2 separate regions of the Mus musculus genome follow, and region 1 is linked to region 2. A link is a contact called in public HiChIP or PLAC-seq data. All regions are on one chromosome and are shown on one strand. The core of a region is the stretch at or near the end of the contact, and the rest is flanking DNA. Distances in the headings are between cores, read along the strand shown.

What was found. HiChIP or PLAC-seq counts read pairs in DNA pulled down with a chosen protein or histone mark.
Region 1: a contact with region 2 is called in an H3K4me3 HiChIP or PLAC-seq map of the SCID.adh cell line, with 10 read pairs. The contact joins two enhancer-like sites. A contact is called at or near these places in 1 of 15 datasets of contacts at CTCF or cohesin (CD8 T cells), 8 of 484 Hi-C or Micro-C datasets (the C3H10T1/2 cell line, ECoMG myeloid progenitors, bone marrow and 5 more), 6 of 115 datasets of contacts at active chromatin or transcription factors (CD8 T cells, the SCID.adh cell line, bone marrow-derived dendritic cells and 3 more) and 1 of 9 other capture datasets (bone marrow-derived macrophages).

What each region holds. Positions count from the first base shown.
Region 1 is chr2:128,466,821-128,471,852 of GRCm38.p6, forward strand. No RefSeq gene overlaps it. Among named protein-coding and RNA genes, the nearest start is that of Gm36154, 2.8 kb to the left of the region's middle. Within about 2 kb of position 3,736, at least 85 of the 459 cell types and tissues checked have an H3K27ac peak or open chromatin away from gene starts, as enhancers often do. A contact at or near this core is called in the SCID.adh cell line, where this site is marked.
Region 2 is chr2:128,401,124-128,406,158 of GRCm38.p6, forward strand. The region is part of intron 1 of Morrbid (myeloid RNA regulator of BCL2L11 induced cell death); the gene reads right to left. Among named protein-coding and RNA genes, the nearest start is that of Gm14010, 19 kb to the right of the region's middle. Within about 2 kb of position 2,223, at least 26 of the 459 cell types and tissues checked have an H3K27ac peak or open chromatin away from gene starts, as enhancers often do. A contact at or near this core is called in the SCID.adh cell line, where this site is marked.

The sequences.
Region 1 (5,032 bases), core at 2,486-4,985, 67 kb after region 2:
CTTCCCTAGCCAAGCTACACTGTAATATGATAACCTTAAGACCCACTTTGTCTTTGGACTTACCAGGAACAAGGACACAAAGGTCCTAAAAGGGCTCCATCCCTCAACCTCCACAGAAAGCCACTTCTCAGGCAGAGGACCCGTACAGAGCTCAGTTGTACCCTGTGGACAATCTGAGCTTCATAGGGTAAAACTAATCTCTTCTTAGGGATTTCTTAGAGCAGTGTGGGAAGTCTCCTCCACACCCTCTTCACCTTTCTCCTTCAGCCCTGGTTGTTGACTGTGCTGTACATTCAACAGCTCCGGCTGTGGTAGGGCAAGGATAAAGGGGCCTGGGATAGGCCCAGCTAGCCCTCTGATCAGGGAGCTTATGTGGCACACTTCCTTCTCTGACACTACTATCGGATACCGTGTTTACCAGTCTCACCAAGAGCGAGCCAGCCTGGAATCTTTTCCTCTAAGGTTGTGGGGGTAGTACATGCATTCTAGCCGAGAACTGGCTCCTAAAGCCCTCAAGTGAAGAGTGATTTTATCTAAAATCAACTGCAATTTAAAGAAGGCTGGGGTTGTTCGTGGATCTTTGCGGCTTTTTAATTTTAAATTTAATTTTTTTAGTTTTCATCGCAGCAAGCTCTTTCCTCGTGCCTTTGCATGTTCTCAGCTAACCCTCATGCTGGGCTCCAGCTCTGGGTGCTATCTTTGTCTTGCTGTGGAACACACCCTTTTGTCTTGATGACTAGAACACAGAGAGGTGAAGATGACGCCCCCCCCCCCCCAGCCATGGCATACAAACCTAGACACATAAACACTGTATCCCAGCAGCTGGATGCGGCCAGTAACATTTGCTCAATTGCTCACTCTGTAGCATGGGAAATGATTCATGCTTTTGCCTCATCCTCTTGCACAGCTTTGAAATTATGTAATTTTTGTTGTTTTGCAACTAAGAAAATGTTGCATGGTTTTAAAAGTTTCAAATCCCAATTTTTCAAAAGTCCTGTAAAATCCCCAGTAGTTCGGGAGGCCTGTACTCCTTTCTCTGTCATTGCAAAGATCCCACCTCCCCAACACCAGGGAGCAAGGGTCCCTCTTGCGGTCCTGCTGGCCAGTCCCTAAAGGCTTCCCCAGTGGCCAGGCCTCCATGTGTCTGCAAACTGAGTGTACTTGGCCATTCATACTGGCTCCACTCAACCTCCATCGTTCCTTGTAGATCCTTTATGCACCAGCCAGATCTAAGTGTGACTATCACATTTAGTGCAGAGATCTCCCTCCACCCGGGGTCATAATGTAGTGCCCAGGATGGTGCCAGCAACCTTCTGGAACCTCATCTTCTACAGGTGTGGCAGGAGTTAAGGCAAGGGCTCTGCCTGGATGGCCAGCGCCCTGCACCTCATCATCGCTCTCCCATAACATATTCCAATTCTGGAAGTTTCTTGCGTTCCCTAAAATGTGCTTCAACTTGTGTTTAACGCTCAGCTTCATTTGCAAACTTCCGTGAACCATGAGAAACTCTGGAGTCCAAAAGGCTCCTGCCATTTAGGAAGCCATTCTCATTCTCTGTGCTTAACCAAACCAGGCTGCCAGGTGCAGAGTCTAGCTGAATAAATGGGCACCAGTGAGCATCACTATGGTGCCATGTCTCTTGTGAGACACAGGTGTGAGTTCCAGTCACCTGCTGTCTTCTCCTGCCTATACCCCTCTGTAGCGCTAGGCAGACAGCTGGAAGGACTGCCATAGAGGCTTAGAGTGCAGGGGCTTGGGGTCAAGTGGAGGTGGTGATGCAGGGTAAGTGATGGGGGCAAGAGAGCAGAAGTGGGGGGAAAGAGGAGGGAGGCAGACGTGCAGGGCAGAGGGCAAGGCTGAGGCTGAGGCTGAGGGGGTCTCTGAAGAAAGCACAGACAGCTCCAGCTAGCAGGTGTCCAGGAAATAGCTGACAGGGAGAGACCAGGAGGGCAAGGTCACGCCACAGTTGAGGGGATTTATGTGACTCTGGTGAGCCTTTGGCTAGGTCTGAGCCTGAGTGATGGATTCTATCATGGCAATCCAAACCTGGAGATGGGGCAGGAAAGACAAAGCCCCAGGCAAGTGTTCCCTTTCATGCAGGTCACTGGAGTGAGTTTTAACCCCATGACATCATCTCAATGGTCATCACCATGGTGTCAGCATCATCTGAGTGGGAGGAGAGTGTGATGTACAAATGTACACTGGCCCCTGACTGCCTTTTCCCTCCCGTCCTCCACCTCCCTCCAAACCTGGCAGACTCCTGACTTCCATATGATCATGTTTACACCTCTGAAAAGATCTTTCAGCAACAATGAATGAGTGAAAAGAAACATTGTAAACTGGGGCCTACTGTGAATGCCGTGAAATGTCCTCCTCTGACTCCTGTACTTAAATGCCTGCTTCCTAGTGGGTGATGCCGCCTTGTGGGTGGTTTATGGAACTCTTAGGGGATGTGACAGAGTTGAAGAAATTGGGGTATATTTAGGTTAAGCATATACATGTGTACGTGTGTGTTGGGCTTTATGCTAAGATCTTAGTGTGTTTTAGCTCACTGAAACCTGCTCAGTAGACAGCTTCAGAGAAAGCTCATCCCTCATACTTTGGAGAAGATAAGTCTCAATATTTTTCTCATTTTTCAGGTGAGGAAATTGAAGCACAGAATTATGAAGCCAGGCGAAAGATATATGTGTGCATTTATAATACATGTTTAATATATATTTACAACACATATGTGTTTATAATAATATACATATGTATATATATATATACATATATTGTATTAAGGGAGGTACTAAGTCAGCTTGTGTGAAGATAGCAATAACAGCAGAATCATCCCTGAGGGGCTAGGACAGCAGTCATTCGGTTTTGAGGCTGATTGTCCATTAGTCCCACAGTAGCTGTCTCCCACTGGAGAAGCCAGCACCCAGGAATTGCTCCATCCACAAGGTTGTGTGTCTCAGCAGTGCCAACCTGGCCCTGAAAACCTGGCAGATTCCTGGACCACAGTCATCAGTGGAAGTCTAGGAGCACTGGTTCTACTGTGAGGAAAGGAATCAGCAGCCTCAGGGTAAATCATCGCTGAAGCAAGAGGGGAGGCCAAGTGAATAAGGGCAGTAAGTGGGAGAGGGTCTTCCCCAAGCCACTCACACAATCAGGGCACATCTTCAGTTCAGACAGTTCCGGGGATTCTAATTTATGGAGAGTTGACACTAAAACCAACTGTAATGGGGGGGGGGGGGCGGGGGGCAGGGTATCCTCCTCCATCATACAAAATCCCTTGCTACTGCTGTGTCATAGAGGCATCAGGACTCCATGGGACCTGCATATGGAAGGGCTTGGGAGACCTCAGAGTGGTACACGCCACAGTTGCTGTCCCTGCCACAATTTTCTCTCGCGAACTGTGCCCTCAAACTGTAAGCCAAAACAAAGCCTCTTTCCTTCAGTTACTACTGATAGGTGTTCTGTTAATAATGAGAAACTGGTATGTCTGTATCCCTAGAGGATTACATGTAACTTTTGACAATGGCTGTGGCTTAAACTGACTTTACAAACAGTCTGGAAGCCGTAGACCAGATTGGTGAGATGCTAGTGACAGTTTCAGGCCCTCTGTACCTGCATGTCTGCTGAAGAGGGAGAGGATGTGGCTTTCACCCAGGAGATGCCACACCCAGTACTGAAGTCACATGGTACTGAGTGGCTCAGAGTTCCAGGGCTCCCAACAGGAAGTCGGCCTGAGAGAGTCTGGGAAAACATGTGTGCTGTGATCCCATGTGTACTCCAAGGGAAGGGCGCTGGCTGAGCAGAAGCCCATGGGAATTTCAGAGACGTTCCAACAGCAGGCCACAGAAGAATCAGAGTGTGGGAATGTGCTGAAAGGGGCACAGCCAAGGGCGTGGCAGGGGTGGGGAGGGGAGGGGAGGAGGAATAGAACCTACTGAAAAGGCTCAGAAAGACAAAGCCGCAGGAACTAAAAAGACTCCCCACAACCCTCCAAAGCCGACCTTAGATCCCCAGACTTCAACAAAGGCCTTACTTGTAATTCATAAAAGACAAAAATACCAGTTTGGGCAGGAAGGTGTGGAAAGAGAGAGATGAAGAAAGGTGGCCAGCCTTGCACTCTCACTTCCCATCCTCATGAATTTGAACCTTCTTTAACACACACACACACACACACACACACACACACACACACACCTTTGTGGATCAGGAGCTCTGAGTACTTGAGCATGTGGCCCAGGGTCCCCCAAACTTCTTGTCTTTTGGGTGGATATTTTTTCTTTCTCCTGGCAAGCCCAGCCCATAAGCTCTGAGATCTCGGGCAATAACAGTGAGAAGAAGACTGACTGCAGACTTACAGGGGCTGGAAAGAAGCAGGGTGGACAGGCCAGTGGCTCACCTGCTCACGGGCTCCTGGGAGACCCTGACATGGTAGGAGGGAAGCTGTCCCTTCTGAGAATCTGCAAGTCTCAGACTTTCACAAGCAGCAGAGATGTCAGTAGAGCTGGGACAAGCCAATGCATAGCCCTGAGATGCAGGTGGGTTGCCAAGCAAAACACAGGCTGCTGAGTTACATTTGAATTTCAGAAAGTCCATGGTGCTGAATGAGGACAAAAACTGCATAGTTAATAACCAAAAACATTAATGTGAGGCTAGTTAGCACTGTAATCCGCGAAAGCAGACTTAAGAAATCTTTCCACACATTTGTCCGCACTGTTCCCTGACCCTTAGAGAGGGAGGGTTGCTGTACAAGTCCCATTTGTGGCTAAGTACTCACAGTAGCCTGGTCTCAGCATTTGGAATAGCTGGGAGTCTCTACATTAACCACCATCTAGAAGAACAATACTAATAGATTCTCCCCTTGGGCTAGTGACATCTCTAGCCTTGGGTTTTGACAGTGTTTAAGCTACCAGGTATAACTTTTGTGAAGCAGGCCTCAAAGCCAATGAAGAGAACATCTGTTACCTTCATAAACAGTCTTGCCGCTATTGTACCGGTAAACATGTATCGCCTGATAGGTCAATATTATAACAAT
Region 2 (5,035 bases), core at 973-3,472:
ACAGTAGCACTCACTTGCTGCACAAGGAGCCCGAGGGAGGCTGGACACAGCCAGCACCAAGCAAGGGCTTGATTCCTGTGGAAGATGCTTATTCTCTGACAACGAGCCTCCTAACTGATCAGAGCTGCTGAGGGGGTGGCTAGGGACACCCAGTGCCCCCTCCACCTGTCTTGGCATCTTTTGTCTCTCTCACTATGCTCAAAGCCTAAAGCCTTCCAACTATCTGAGTGTCATGATGAAAACAGTCTTTGGGGTTTTATGCTTTCACTCATAGACAGAGCCCTGAGTTCTCTGCCCTTGCTGCTTCTGGGCACTGAAATGGTGATTACGGGCATGCTCTTTGAAATCTGATCCAACTGTTTACCTTCATGTATAGGCTCTGCCAGCTACACGCTGTGTCATCTCAGGAAGGTTACCTCTCTCAGCTATGAAACAGAGTCATACTGGAACCTTCTTGTGGATTCTGTGACCGTGAAATGAGATGATTCACACATTGAACCTTGCGTGCAGCCTGCAGCCTAGCGTGGATGTGATCCTCAGGAAACCTGAGTGTGGGTGCTGGGTTTACCTTCCAAACCGTGAAGTCGCCACCGTCAGGGGCAGTCACTATTTTTTATGTCACCAAGATATCAGGGATACTATAACCACCCGGGGAATGCTAGGGAAATAAACACGGCAGCTCAATTCTAGTTTTAAAACCACTCTCCCCTCACCTCAAACTGTTATAGGTAAAATAATACCAACCAGTCACAACTTAGAACTTAGTTAAATACGACATTCCTGTTTCTGACTTATGGTATCATCCATAGGTTTCCAAAGCCAGCACCACACCAATGTTTTGCGGAGCCGCAGGTGTGCAGGAATATAGCACAGTGGTTGCATGCTTCTCAGTGTTAGCGAGGCCCTAGGCTCCACCCTCAGTACTGAAAAACAAAAAACCCCACAAACAAACAGAAAACCAAACCTCCTGTGCCTGGGCAAACTAGCACCCTTTTTTCCCCCTCATTATTCGAATAAAAACATCTTCAAATACAAAGCAGACAGCCCAAAGCTGATCTCTCCTTGGAAGACTGGAAACCAGGACCACGACATTTGTCCCAGGTACAAATGGATTTAAGCTGCAAGTTCCTGGGGCCTTTGCCGCCTACGAACTACCACATCCTTGGGACCTTCCCAGCCAGCTTCGGAGCACCCAGGAAACTGCAACTCTTGCTTCTGAGCCAGAGTCCAGCTGCATCCACACGGCCACACGCTCTGTAGTTATTCCGTTATCTTGCCATTAAGGAAAACCCACATGAATTCCACTGTGGCCATGAACAAGTTTAAGGTTACCAACGTCATCACCAGAGGCTCCGGACTGAAAGCTTTCATCAAAGAGGCCATGCTCTTCTAAGCCAGCGTGGTGTTCCCAATGTCTGACAAGTCAACGGATTTCAGAATGTTCAGAGAGAATTCGAAAAGGAGCTGAGACCTCCCACACACACGTGAAAACTCCAGTAGAGAGGTCATCCCCTCTTTCTACCAACAAGGACATGAACCCACAGCAAGCTAAAGACAGAGCGAAGGAAGTATAGATATAAAAGGCTTCCACTCTTCCACACCTATCAGGGGGATGGGTTCCATAGTGGAAAACCCTGTCCTCAGGGCAAATCAGTCCAGTAGCAAAAACACGCTGGCTTCATTTATATTACAAGAACTCACTTTGCCACCTGGAGACGTTATTCAGCAACGGTAACAGGATCTGTAAAACTGTCGGACTTTCACATTACTTCTGAGTGAAGATACCTTATCAGACACCAAGTAGGTAGAAAAGCCATTTATCGCACGGGAGAGCTGGATGTCCCCTCTTAATCTGTGGGCTTCAGCCACGGGGATTGGGAAGACTCCAGTTGACTGAAAAATGACTGGAGGAGAGAAGCCTTGCCTCACAGTGTCAAAAATAACTCAGCTGGGAGAGCATTCCACTGAAGATCAAAATGATTTGGCTCTCCTGGCAAAGGCTCACCCTGCCACACGCTGGGCCCCACCAATAGATTGCAATCTGAATCAGAAAAAAAGGACACCCCCCCCCCCCCATGCTTGTTCACAGAGCTCAGCAGCGGGCCTGTGGCCAGTAGGAGCACCAGGTGTTTTATCTGGTTTCGCACTGGTGCCCTGAGTCCCTGGGCCTCACCATCCCTAGGCCTCTGTAGGAGCCTAGAGGGGGCCTGGCTGCTGGGGTGGGGGGTGGGGGCAGCTGTGAGGAGAAACAAGGCCCCACCCACACAGGCTATGGTTTCAGTTTCACCCAGCCTCAAACACCATTATGCAAATGAGTCGGGCACCCCAGCTCACCTCCTCCTTCTCATCCTCACTCTTCATCCCAAAGTTGAGGAGGGAATGTGCCGGGGAGGCAGTATTTGCATCATATTTACTTTCAAATGCCCAGGTGCCATTGGCAGCAGATTCTCCTTTCAGAAGGGCAATCACGAATATAAAGTGGAGAATTAGTCCAAGTGTCAAGAGTGAAGCCCTGCGGCTAATGCCAAGCTTCTCACATAAATGGAGTGTCAACGACGTGCCTGGGCTGGGAAGGAGTGGGGCAGAAGGAAGAGGATACCCTCCATTTCAGAGGCTTATTGGCACTAGTCCAAGGGGAGCTGGGGCCCCCAAGAGTGGACAGACAGCCACAGGCTCTGCAGATCTGCACTGCAAATCTCCAGTCCCGTGGGCTTTGGGAAAACAATTCCTTGCTTCACATTCAAGGCACGTTCTAAAAGTAGGGAGGGCAATCATTTTGTCCGCATCACACACCTGCAGTTAATGCAAGTGATCCGAGGTGATATCCACTCAGACAAAAAACAAAATCTGCAGCCCAGAGTAGTGTTTGTAAGATTTGATTGAGGGCATGGAGGTGCAGAAGCGGGCTTTCCTGCATGACTGTGTCAAATGCTGGCTTGGGATTTTTCTTTCGAGAGTTTAGGACCAGAATAATTAGATTGTCAGCTCACACGACCTTGTGTGCCTGGCTACGAGATGCCCTAGGTTTCCCCTAGTGCTTCTCACGTCATTTTCTGGATAACAAACCTCTGTTCCCGTCAGGAACACTCTTCCTCAGCCCCTCTTACTACTCGGTTTCATTTTCAAGTGTTGGGTGTAACTCACAGCTGCAGGAGAGAAAGATGGCTCTCTCTGACTTAGCCTGAGTGCAAAGAAATTCCAGTCAGGTGGGCACATTTGAAAAGACAAAAACCTACAGAGACTCTTGACCAGCTCAGAAAGAGAGGGCTTATGCACGGGAGTGAGGTTTGTCTCTGTTAAGGATGCTGGAACCAATGCTTTGCAGAGGTCAGGCAACTTTGCCCTCAGAGATGGTTTACGATCTTCATACATGATTAGGTCCACAGGGCAAGCAGAACCACCAGGTGCTCTCAGTCTGCCCATACTCTGAGCCCTTAGAGTCTCAAATGGTTTCCTTTTCCTGATGTGTGCAAGGAGGCCTGTAGCTGCCAGGCCCCTCCTGCCTGTGTGGACAGACTGGCCTGGTAAGAGCTGGGGAGTGCAGTTTGGCTTTCACAGAGGTCCCACCGGACACCTTCTCACCACCTTTGGGTGGCACAGTCACTTTCTCTGACTTCCCGTGGCACACTGAGGATCCCTGGATCAGCCACAGCACATACTTAGTGTGTTCACAATATTCTTAGACGCAGCACCTCTTTCGGTCATCACAAATAAATGTCACAATCTAGGACATCTATAAAAACGGCCCCCTGCTTTATGCCAAGGCTCATAACTGATTAAGTGACTGTCAACAGCTTAGCCCTAAATGGAGCATAAGTGTTACCCTCTTCGAGGTCTGGGGAACACTGGAGAAGAAAGGGCAGGAAGAATGTAAGAGGCAGTCAATGAGGAGGGCTCCGTGAAACACTGTCTCTTCAACAAGATGTGGTCACTGCATTCATGAACTCTCCGCAACTCGGGTTACCTGAATAAGGCTGGGTACCCAACATTTCCTCACAGATAGGATGGTCATCTCAAGCCCTACTCATTCTTCTGGGGCTGTTGGTGATTAACGGTTTTTCTGTTTTTTTTGTTTTGTTTTGTTTTGTTTTGTTTTGTTTTGTTTTGTTTTAGTGCTGTGGCCACTAAGTTGTGATGCTCTAAGTCCCCCGTCTGTGCTCAAGCAAGCAACCTCCCCTAAACTCAGTGGTCCAAAACACTGCCCTCAAATGAATCTCTAGGAACTTAAATGTGTTTACACATGTGTATAAGTATATTTACCTGTATGTTAAATTTTATGTAAATAAATGTTGTTTCTTCAAGCCGCCAATCTTAGGATGCTATCAACTCCAGGGGTTTTAAACATTAGAGAATAAAATCAGTGAAGAGATGCTGAGAGAAACAACAAAATCTAGGATGACACAGTCTAGTGGAGAAAGTGTCCCCTGCCTGTGGGGACCAAAGCCATCCATCCTGAGTGGATGATTGGTATGAGTTTTTAAATGGAAGTTGGTAGAACATGCTCAGGAAAATGCACTTCTACATAAGCTAGAGAAAAGTAAAAGAACTTAGTTGCAAAGGGAAATAGGCCACCTCTGCTCTTGTTTTATACCCATGCATATTCTGTCTGTCACAGAGAACAGTGTTAATTCTGGGAAGACGACCACATTTGTCAGGCTTCTCCAGAGAGACAGGACCCACAGGAGATATACATGCATATGTGTGCATGAGAGAGAGATAGACAAACAGACACAGACAGTGATTTAGATTTAAAGGGCTGGTTTGCACAGTGGTGCGGATTCAAGCCCACATGAGAGAGCAGGTTACAGAGCAGGCTACAGAGCAGGTTACAGAGCAGGCTACAGAGCAGGCTACAGAGCAGGCTACAGAGCAGGCTACAGAGCAGGCTACAGAGCCATAGGAGTTGGTAATGCAGGAGCCACTCTTCCTGCGGTGTTGCATTAAATGCTGAGAATTCCCAGTCCTTTGGGGTTTAGGAAAACACAGTGGTGGGACATTGAGACTCTGGGGCATTTTTTTCTTGGAGGTTAGTCTT